2 separate regions of the Zea mays genome follow, and region 2 is linked to region 1. A link is a contact called in public Hi-C data. All regions are on one chromosome and are shown on one strand. The core of a region is the stretch at or near the end of the contact, and the rest is flanking DNA. Distances in the headings are between cores, read along the strand shown. Region 1 holds the start of LOC103641852. Region 2 holds the start of LOC100285839 (cytokinin-O-glucosyltransferase 3).

What was found. Hi-C and Micro-C count contacts between places; a contact is called where the count stands out from the background.
Region 2: a Hi-C map of ear shows a contact between it and region 1, with 3 times the contacts expected there. The contact joins the promoter of LOC100285839 here to the promoter of LOC103641852 in region 1. A contact is called at or near these places in 2 of 25 Hi-C or Micro-C datasets (ear and leaf).

What each region holds. Positions count from the first base shown.
Region 1 is chr10:133,665,554-133,671,116 of Zm-B73-REFERENCE-NAM-5.0, reverse strand. LOC103641852 reads left to right here and starts at 2,989. Exons shown (of 2, transcript XM_020545912.3): 1 at 2,989-5,029; 2 at 5,118-5,563. The coding sequence starts at 3,082. The coding sequence ends at 5,308.
Region 2 is chr10:134,432,082-134,437,644 of Zm-B73-REFERENCE-NAM-5.0, reverse strand. It overlaps LOC100285839 (cytokinin-O-glucosyltransferase 3), which reads left to right and starts at 2,370. Exons shown (of 1, transcript NM_001158729.2): 1 at 2,370-4,278. The coding sequence starts at 2,458. The coding sequence ends at 3,960.

The sequences.
Region 1 (5,563 bases), core at 1,740-4,239:
TTATGTTCGCGCCCGGGTCCCTAAAACCTGGGTGTGACAGGTGAATAGACAAAACCTAAAATTTTACAACTTACAAATGCAACTTGATCCCAATTAGTGGTTAGAACAAGATATATATCAATCGGAGTAAAGGGACTAGTTCAATCTTGCAATAAGTTGCTTTATGAATGTTTAGAATGAATTTTGAAAAAAAACACTAAGAGATTTGAGTGAAGATCAATGCAAGAGAACTTAGGGAGGAAGGATGAAAACAAATTACAAACAATCAAACATAAAGACATAGTAATTTGTTTTTTGGAGTTTAGTTTCCCAATGAAACATACGTTTCTGTTGAGACGTCCCAAAGGACCTGGTCTCTTTTAACACTCTCAAGTGATTCCAACAATCAAACAAGACTCCTCTCCCTTTTCTCAGACCAAAGTCTTCGCAAGGCGTTTCACACATTTTAAGGCTCTTGCTAGCTTTTAGAATGAATGGGTGCTTTGCACCAATTCATAGGAGCACAACACACACTCTTCTCTTTTGCACTCTCTCAAGGCTCTATCACAAATCACACATGAATTGCTATCTCTTTGCTCAATTCACTATTTTGTGGCACTTGGGAAGCTTTGATCACACTTGGGAATGTTGCTATAGCATATTGGAGTTGTTGCCCAACTCTTGTGTTTTGAATGGGCTGGTTCAAGGTGTATTTATAGCCCAACCACCCAAATAGTTGTTGGGATCATCAATTCCCAAAAACCTATTCTAAACTCGGATGCACTGTACCTACTATAGTGTCTCGTCCGGTGCATAGTGGACCTCTATCAGACTGCCTATTCAGTGTTTGTTTTGAACACAATGTCAGGTGGCATCGGACCGGTTCGGTGCACCATCGGACCCTACCACTGACAGCCGGACCGTCAAACTCTGAAGTCAGTTGTTAGACTCTTATAGGTCTGGTGCTCATCGGACCTCGGACAGGTGCGCTAGCTGCTTTGAGTTGATTTACGTCGTCTCTGCGCAATCAGTCCGATGCGTGGTCTATTGGCACACCGGACAGGTCCGGTGCGCCAGGTATCAGATGTCCGAACAACATAATCTCTATGCACTCGGGATGTGGCTCATTTGTTGCACACTAGACTAGTGTGGTGCCCCAACATTTAGTTTCAACGTATATAGCTCTTCAATCTTAAGTTCTTTTTGGGTTATTCTTTTTTGTCTCGATTTGGCTGTCTTCTTGAGTACCTCCATGACTTAGACAAACATATCAAGAGTCCATTCAACAATTCTAAGCCATAGGTTCTCATCTTTTTCCAACACTTCAACTTATATTTCTCATTTTGTCTCAAACTTAGCTCTAGAACACCGCTTATATATATATATATATATATATATATATATATATATATATATATATATATATATATATATATATATATATATATATATAAATGGCTTAGAGACTCCTTCCCTTTCAGTCTCGAATAAGTTTCTCATCGACTACCAGTTCAAAGACCGACGTTGAGGGCGACGACCATGAGGTTGTCTCTATTGTTCTCTTTTTTACTTGATTTCAGAAAAGGTGGCTATGTTACCATGAAAGATTTGCTCGAAGTGTTGTGCTCTTTGTTGTGGCCAACTAACAGTGTATATTCTTATGTGTGGCATGTATAAAGTTTGATCAAATTACAATCAAATTAACTATCATAGATATAAACTATAATATCTAGACTTAAAGTCCTAGTTGGTCATAAGGCCTTTTGTTTGTAACAAGATACACTTGAAGCAGGTGCAATTATAGATGGTCATTTGGCACTAACACGATGGGCCAGCTCAGACACGATACGAAAAAGCCACGATGGGCCAGCTCAGACACGATACGAAAAAGCACGGCCCATTTGGTATGCGCTATATATTTTCTAGTTTTTGTACATTAATTCCGTGTCTAATATATAGTTAACTAAAACGTACTAATTATTTTAGTGACTGATATAACGACTACTTCGCCGGGCAGGGACGAGAGCTTGAGAAAATGGTCCGACTTACACGCAAACCATATTTCTGTTCATGAACTATATATATATATATATATATATATATATATATATATATATATATATATATATATATATATATATATATATATATATATATAGACACACACGCATACATACATTTCCATATGATGTAACGTGCAGGTCGGTTTAATTGGGAGGAAAAAATCGTTCGCGGCGAGGATGATGGGCCCGTTTGCCTGCCGGGCGTGACATGATGATGAATGTGTTTGGTGGCCTGTAATTATGTCAGCGTGGATGGGACGGGAGAGAAGGCGACACATGAGGCTGTGTGCAGCGCATGCGACCAGCCCCTCCCTCCCTCTCCTAACACTGTATACGTTTCACATAGTGTAACGAGAGGGGTGCAGCGGCCACCCCTAAAGCCTCAACAGTGTTAGCACTGAGAATAGTGCTTCGCTAGATGTGGAGGGCGGTGGCGATGCCTCCAAACACTATACTTGTACTGTTTAATTAAATGTTCGTTAAAGAAAAATTGATAATAGATAAAAGTAGGTGTAGTAAATGTTATTTTATGGTTATAGTGGGGTATAGAAGAAGTATTTAAGAGAACCGCTACGGGAGATGAAAAAGCAAGGGATAAAATATTAATGATATAATTCAACAAAGTGATATAGGAATAGAAATTTAGGGAAAACCGATGCGGGTGGAGACGATCGAGGCACGGTCTACCTTGCGCTGGTTTGTTTTAGCTTGTTTTTTTCCTCGACGAGCTTTTCTTTTCTGAAAATCTAACTGTGGTAAAAATTTAAAGTACCTTAGGATTACACATAGAGAAAGATAAATGGTGTCTATAGAGTTTATGATATAGAAAATAATAAATTCCTACTATCACGACGAATTGATCGATTATGCATTTACGTTAATTTTGAACAGTTTTCATCAAAGACGACGACTCGGGGCAATAGATTTATATGTCATTAGGGTGAGTGGGGATGCACATGCCACGTGCTATCCAGCCGCTGTCATTTGGCGCGGTCTCCGGATCCGTGTCTGGTTATACTCTAAAGCAGCAGCAGCTTGGATGTTCGTCGACGTCCTTGCGCAGCTATGGAGCGATTGGGGGCTCCGGTTCTCTGTAATTTCCAGCTTGGTGACAATCGTCGTCCTCAGCCTCTTGTCCTGGACACGCCGGCGCTCGACGTCCGGCCGCTGGCGGTCGATCCTGCTGTGGTTCGTGACGCGCGTTGTCTGGTTGGCATACCAGGGCGCCGAGATAGCCGCGACGGGCGCCCTCGGAAGCCTGTCCCTCTCCGGCTCCGATGGGTCAGCGGAGGAGCAGCAGGTGATAGCGTTCTGGGCGCCGTTCCTGCTGCTGCACCTGGGCGGCCCGGACACCATGGCCGCCTACGCGCTGGAGGACAGCGCCTTGTCCGTGCGCAAGTTCCTCGAGATGGTCTTCCAGGTCGGGGGCGCCTTCTACGCTCAGTACAAGTACATATATCGCGCGCGCACCTGGACGCCGCTGGCGACGGCGTCGGCCATCATGTTGCCCATAGGCATTGTCAGGTATGTGGAGAAGTGGTACGCGCTATGGAAATCCAAAAGCATGATGGAGGAGGAGGAGGGGGAGGAGGAAGAGGAGGAGAAGAAGAAGGTCGCGGGCGCGGGACCGGGACCGGGACGATTCACATCCGCAACAAGCAGCAACGACGCGCTGTGCCTTGCTCAGGATCTGTTCCATGTCTGCCGTCGTGCCTTGTCCGATTCTTCGGTGCTCCCGGGCACGGAGAAGCAGCGTGCCAGCGAGGAGATCTTCCTGCTGGGATGGGAGCGCATGTGCAAGGTGGTGGAGATGGAGCTCTCGCTCATGTACGAGGCCCTGTACACCAAGGCCATCGTGCTGCACACCTGCCCGGTTGCAGGCTACCTCAACCGTCTAGTGTCGCCCCTCGCCACCGCTGCCGCAGTGTTGCTCTTCAACCAGTATATCGGCAGCCGCAGCCGCCGGGCCATCATCATCAGGAGATCTTTCGTCGACATCACCTACCTCTTGCTGGTTGTTGCCTTCGCCATGGACCTGATGTGGCTGCTCAGAGCCCTTGGTTCTACCTGGACGTACGCCGCCCTCAGAGAGGCGCGGCCATGGGCATGGTGGCTTCGCCACCACTTGCTGTGCAGCGGGAGATGGCGCCGGATCCACCGCGCCGTCGACGCCCTGCATCCGTTGTCGTGGTTATTCGGCAGCGATCCAGTTAGCTACTACAGGACGTGGTCGGGCACCATCGGGAGGTACAACCTGCTGCAGGCGTGCAGCGTTGCTGCTGCTCACCGTGGTGCCCGCCGTCCATGGTGGACGCGGTTCGGGAGCTGGCTGGAAAAAAAATTGGAGCTGGAGGAGACAGAGTATCTGCGTGAGCTTCCTCAGGACGTCAAGGAATCGCTGATCCAGCGAGTGCAGCGAATACTGGTGTCGACCAAAAATAATAATGCTGATAAGAAGACGGATGAGAATGGAATTGGATGCCGCTACACCCTGGTAGACATCAGGACACTCTGGGGTCAGCAGGCCCTGGAGGACGCCAAGACGAACCTGTTCGGTCGCGGCCGTAAAAATGGTAGGAAAACAAGTAACAAGAAACCGAAATTGCCCAGCTTCGGCCGTGAATTCGAGGAGGACGTCCTCATGTGGCATATGGCCACCTGCATTCTCTTCTCGTCATCAAGCGGCAAGGAGAGCATAGTCAGCATACCAGGGGGATCCTCGGCCGACGCCGCCGATGCCCATGTGACGGCGATCAAGGTGATGTCAGAATACCTCATGTTCTTCGTCGCTGTACGTCGACACATGCTGCCTGGCCTTGTGCTCCACAGCCTGCTCGAGAAAATCCGCCAAACTTTGCACGAGATATGGGACGACGGCAAGAAGAAAACTACTGGTGGTTCGTCGTCGTCGTCGTCTACAGCAGCCAAAGATACTCCGCCTCCTCAAGACAAGCTTGCCGAAATGCTGCTAGAGAGACTGAAAGCAGGTCGGAGATGGTTTGACCGAAACGAAGGCAGGCTCGTTGTTGGTAATGCAGCTGCGCTTGCTAATACACTAATAGAGGCTGGCATCAGTGTGCAGAAGCGACAGCAAGTGCCGCAGCTGCTGGAGTTCATCTTCAACGTGTGGGTGGACAAGCTGCTCTATGCGGCCGCCAGATGCAGCGTGGAGAGCCATGCCAAGCAGCTCAGCCGCGGCGGCGACCTCACCACCATACTGTGGCTTATTGTCCAACATGCTGCCCTATTTCGCATCGGAGAATTAAAACCGAAGGAAGAGCCTCAGGAGGAGGAGGAGAAGAAGAAGGAGGAGGAGGAGGAGAAGAAGAAGAAGGAGGAGGAGGAATTGAAGCCTTTCTGGCCACAGTATCCAATGCCAGCGCCACCGTCGAAGCCAGCATATGCATATCCAGTTCATTACATTGCAGATGAAGAAGAATCTGACGATGCCGAAGAATCTGACGATGCCGAAGAAGATGATGACATGACGAGGCATGCTATACTGTACTAGTTTATATTCG
Region 2 (5,563 bases), core at 1,121-3,620, 770 kb before region 1:
CAAGTATAGTATAGATTTTAATTTGACTTCTTTTCCTTATGACCACTTTTCCCTACTCATTATTACAACGCAGGATCGTATCGTTACTTAATGCCTAGCTTGTACCGCCCGCTAATACATGATTCCTTGAGTCTACTACTAGAACTTCAGCCATACACTGTATCAAGGTATGTAGCCTACGTTGGATCTAATTGGATTAATCTATTTAATTTAATTAATATTTTCATGGTTCATATTAATGCTAATTAAAGTGTTGAGAGAGTTTAATGCCATATTAGAAGTGGAAGAAAGTTTTAACTATCTTTAAAAGTGAATTTAGGGCATTTTTTGTTTGGAATTATAACCTACTCGGATTATGTAATCTAACTTATTTTAATCTAACACTTAGTCTAAAATAAGTTAGATTATATAATCTGGATATATTATAATATCAAACAAACAACCCCTTAGTATATACCTTTTGTGAAGTTGAAAAGGTGACGTATGTGCCACACGTACATGTGCTCGCTCGCGCCTGAAAGTTATATGCTCTAATGAGGATGAATGTTTATGTTTGTTTTGCTAGCGTCCATGGTCATTAAACTAAGCTTCTGTCGCGCCTATATTAGAGAGCACCCCTTCTGCTCAACCACGCCAAGTGACAACTCATAGTTACTCCTACGTAGGAGACTTGTCAAGAGCAGGTCTTTCGAAACTACTGATGTTCAAGTGTTCATCTACTCAGTTGAAGGATGCCACTCATGTTTTGGGAAGTGACAGTGACACAGCTACTCTCGCTTCATCTCCTTCCTGGTACTGAGCTCCAACATCCTGTTGCTGATCACTGCATCAAGCAGGATGAATACTCCAATTGATAACATGTCTGTCCTTAGGTATAGTTCCTCTTTTCAGTCATATTCAGTTACGTTGTTTTCTACTTTGTTCATATGCTAAGATCACACACGTTAATAAGAAATATGGATGAGTGTATTCGTTATGAGCATCTGTTTTGTACCGCAACTCAAAGAATTTAGATTGTCGCCTTTGTTAGGCTGTGTCCAGCAGTCCGCTGACGTGAATGTGCAAAACAGGATGATGAAGAACGATGCGAGCATACAAACAAGATGCTCACTTCCAGCATGTGGACACACAAACAAAGAAGAGGGGGAGAGGATCCGTGAATTTGGGTTACGAGGAGAGGCAGCGTCTTGGAAATGTGAACAATTTGCTTGTGGGCACTTGTCTTACGCATTTGCGACCGTTTACACACTCCGATACATATATATAGCTGCAATTCATTTTTTTCTAGATGAAATTCGGTCAAAATTTATCCAACAATCGAGGTTTCTTAACCGAGGATCGTCTACCAGTTCTATTGGGCACTCTGAATCTTTTACATAAAAAACAAGTATGCAAAACTATTTTATAAATTGGAGACTCCATCATATTTATGTGGCAAAACGGTATGCATATCCAAACTCTCGACTGGTATATACCACGGACAGCCCCACTCTTTCCACTTCCCTTCTTGTCTTTTGTGTGGGTCTACTGTCACAATGTTCACACCTTTATTCTTGTGCTAGTATCTTGCGTACTTTGTGGCAGCCATTGACAAAGGTAAACTGACATCAAGAGATGCAAATGCACCCGCTGAAAATGAAAAAAAAACAAATGTGATTCGAACTAAAATTCCGTCATAATTCATGCACCTTCGACGACATAAGCCCATCCACCCACAAGACAAGTTAGATACTAGCAGGAGGCGGCAGCCCAAGAACTCGATCTCTGAACCATCCACCCACATGCGGGCCCGGGGGAAGGCAGATGGCCCAAGAACTCGATCTCTGAACCATCAACTGCCGAGTATTCTGTCTCCGATGCATTAATCTGCAGTCGCCATCAGTATAACGGTTACAGGCCAAATTGCAACATCCAGGATCAGTGTAAGCCAGCAATGCCGTGGCGTCAAATCCAAATCGAATTGCTTAACCTCTCCCAAGAACGGCCAAAGCCTATTTCTGTGACACTGGCAACGAGTGTAGCAACAGTCACACTGGCAAGCAAGCAAGCAGCACCAGCGTTTACTCAAAGTCGCAAACCAACGAAATGCCATGGCGAAGCTATTGTGGAAGCTGGCGTACGTCGAGCGCCAGCGCTACGCCCAGCGTCGGCTCATCGTGTGGCAAGTCTGGACATTGTGTAATTTGGAGGATTGCAGAAAAATAAATAACTTGTGGAGTTTGGACAAATCCAGCCGGTCCTTATCAGTTAGTTCAGGCTATACAAAGACGACAATGCACACGTCGCCACCAATCTTGTTTTACTTGGCTTTGTCCACTGCACTTCTGCTGCGGTATATATATAAGCCGCTCTGCTAGCAGAAGCAAAACATGCATCGGGAACCCTTACACAGGTAGATACCACAACCCTGTGCAGAGTTCTTGCATTCTCGTCAAGGTGACAGGAACGACATAGGAAATGGAGGCCACCCTGTGCCCAAAGCCCCATTTCGTGGTCATCCCATGGCCAGCCACCAGCCACATGATCCCCATCGTGGACATCGGCTGCCTCCTCGCCGCGCACGGCGCCGCGGTCACGATCATCACCACGCCCTCCAGCTCGCAACTCGTCCAGAGCCGCGTGGACCGCGCCGGGCAAGGCTCAGCGGGGGTCACGGTCACCGCGATCCCGTTCCCGGGCGCGGAGGCCGGCCTGCCGGACGGCTGCGAGAGGACGGACCACATCCCCTCCCCTGACCTCGTGCCCAACTTCTTCGTCGCCACCGCGCGGTTCGGCGAGGCCGTGGCGCGGCACTGCCGCCGCCTGCCCACGGCCACGGCGGCGCACCCCCGGCCGAGCTGCGTCGTCGCCGGGATGTGCCACACGTGGGCGCACGGCGTGGCGCGCGAGCTCGGCGCCCCCTGCTTCATCTTCCACGGCTTCTGCGCGTTCGCTCTGCTGTGCTGCGAGTACCTCAACACGCACAGGCCGCACGAGGCGGTCGGGTCGCCGGACGAGCTCTTCGACCTCCCCGCCCTGCCGCCGTTCGAGTTCAGGTTCGCCAGGAGGCAGCTGCCGATCCACTTCCAGCCGTCTTCCTCCATCCCGGAGGACCGCCACCGGGAGCTCCGGGAGTTCGAGCTGGCCGTGGACGGCATCGTCGTGAACAGCTTCGAGGAGCTGGAGCACGGCTCGGTTTCGCGCCTCGCGGCGGCCACGGGCAAGGCCGTGCTCTCCGTCGGCCCCGTCTCGCTGTGCGGCGCCGCCGCACCTCCTAGCCTCCTCGACTCGCGGGCCAACTCGGACGATGCCAGGCTGTGCATGGCGTGGCTGGACGCCAAGAGAGCCGACTCCGTTCTCTACGTCAGCTTCGGCAGCGCCGGGCGCATGCCTCCAGCGCAGCTGATACAGCTCGGGCTGGCGCTCGTGTCGTGCCCCTGGCCTGTCCTTTGGGTCATCAAGGGCGCAGACACGTTGCCCGATGACGTCAACGAGTGGTTGCAGCGCAACACCGATGGAAGCGGCCTCCCGGAGAGCCAGTGTCTTGCGCTTCGCGGGTGGGCGCCGCAGGTCGCCATCCTGGAGCACCCGGCCGTCGGCGGCTTTCTGACGCACTGCGGGTGGGGCTCGACGCTGGAGAGCGTCGCCGCGGGCGTGCCCATGGCCACCTGGCCGTTCTCCGCCGAGCAGTTCCTGAACGAGAAGTTGATCGTCCACGTGCTTGGCATCGGATTGTCTGTCGGCGTGACGAAGCCCACGGAGAGCGTGCTGACCGGTGCCAAAGACGGCGGTGGCAAGGCGGACGCAGATGTGGGAATGGAACAGGTGAAGCAAGCCTTGGATATGCTCATGGATGGAGGGGCGGATGGGGAGGCAAGGAAGACGAAAGCTAAGGAACTGAAGGCCAAATCAAAGACTGCTCTGGAGCATGGAGGATCGTCATATATGAACCTGGAGAAGCTGATACAGTTTGGTGCTTGAAAATGGAGTGGTCGTGGACTCGTGGTCTGTTTCGGCACCCAAACTTAGTTTATTTCTCCCTAATAAAGGTTAATAAACTAGGACTGCAAGCAAAACGTGGTACATGTAGGTTTCAGGAACGCTGCAGGCCGGGCAAACTTTGTCCAGGATTGCGAGTGGACAGGACAGGAGCAGAGGAAAAACGGCAACAGAAGCGACAAAATGAAGAGTAACAAAGAGCCGTTGGATTGAAGATCAATGACTCATGTGCGTTGCCTAAGAATTAGACATATAGTCATATGAGCGTCTTCTCTATGATACCTGAGGTTTCTTCGATTCCACGTTTTTCCGTCTAGTTTCTCCACTTAGTACGCGTTCGGTTAGCTCTCAATCCATGTGCTCGATTCCACGTTTTTCCGTCTAGTTTCTCCACTTAGGACGCGTTCGGTTAGCTCTCAATCCATGTGGATTAAATGTAATTGGGTGGATTTAAATCTCAAATAAGTCAAACTTATTCTCAATTTTTCCATTCCTATCTAATCCGTGTGTAATGCGAATAACCAAATAATAGTTAAAAATTATTAATTAAAGATTATAAAGTTAATTTGAATATAGATATATGTATATGCTTTGTAAATCATGCCTTATTTGGTAGGCTTCTTCTTCTTCTTCTCAAAAAATGACTTTAGCTCTTGTTTCTTTTGTCAAAGGTGCTTTCCTAGAGAAGCCAAAGGCATACAAAACAATTTCTATGCTATTTTAAAAAAGAAACTATATCTAGTTACATTAGTAATATAGTTAATCTCAATTGTAATTTGTTGTGTGCCTGTGTATCGAGAAAAAATCAATCAATGGTGAAAGAGTCTCTTTGTAAAATATAATTGAGCCAAAGATGAAGAAGTCTGTTTTTTCTTCACTCATTTAATACAAACTAGAGAAGTGCTTTTTCACCTGAATTCATTTTTAAAATATTGTTTAGTATAACTTTATTATTATTAAATATTAGTGAAGTCAGAAGGAGAAGCTTTAACAAAGAAGCCCTAAACTAAAAGGAGTACAAGGGAAAGCAAACCAACACTATGAATGTTAGTAGTAATTAGAGTTATTAAACAGTAACCCCTCAATCAAGTTTTCTTAGGTGTGTCCCAAAGCATAGAGGCCCGTCGCTACCCCCTTATACTAGTACCCAGCTTTTCTTCATCATCGACTCCGTGCCCGCTACACCACATTCCATATTCCTATGGACACCTCTGTTTTATAGGTTAGTGAGTAGATTTACTCATGTTTAGTTATTCATGTCTTATGGCCTATTTGGAATTTCTCGAGCTAATGGTTAGACATTTAATAAATTGTTATATGAAATAGACAGCTAAGACCTTGTTTCAAACATCTAGAGCTAATTATTAGTCTGCTAATAAATTATTAGCTAGACTAGAGCACCTAACAACTAATGGATATTTGTAGAGTATAGTTAACAATTAGCCAGTCCTTAGCTGAACCGTTCTAAACCTCTCAACTAATTTTAACTGCTAACTATTAGCCTTAGAGATTTGGAACATAGCCTAACACTTAGATGAGTGTTGTTTGGAACCTCTAGCTGGTAGGTTAGTTGAACCTACTAGAT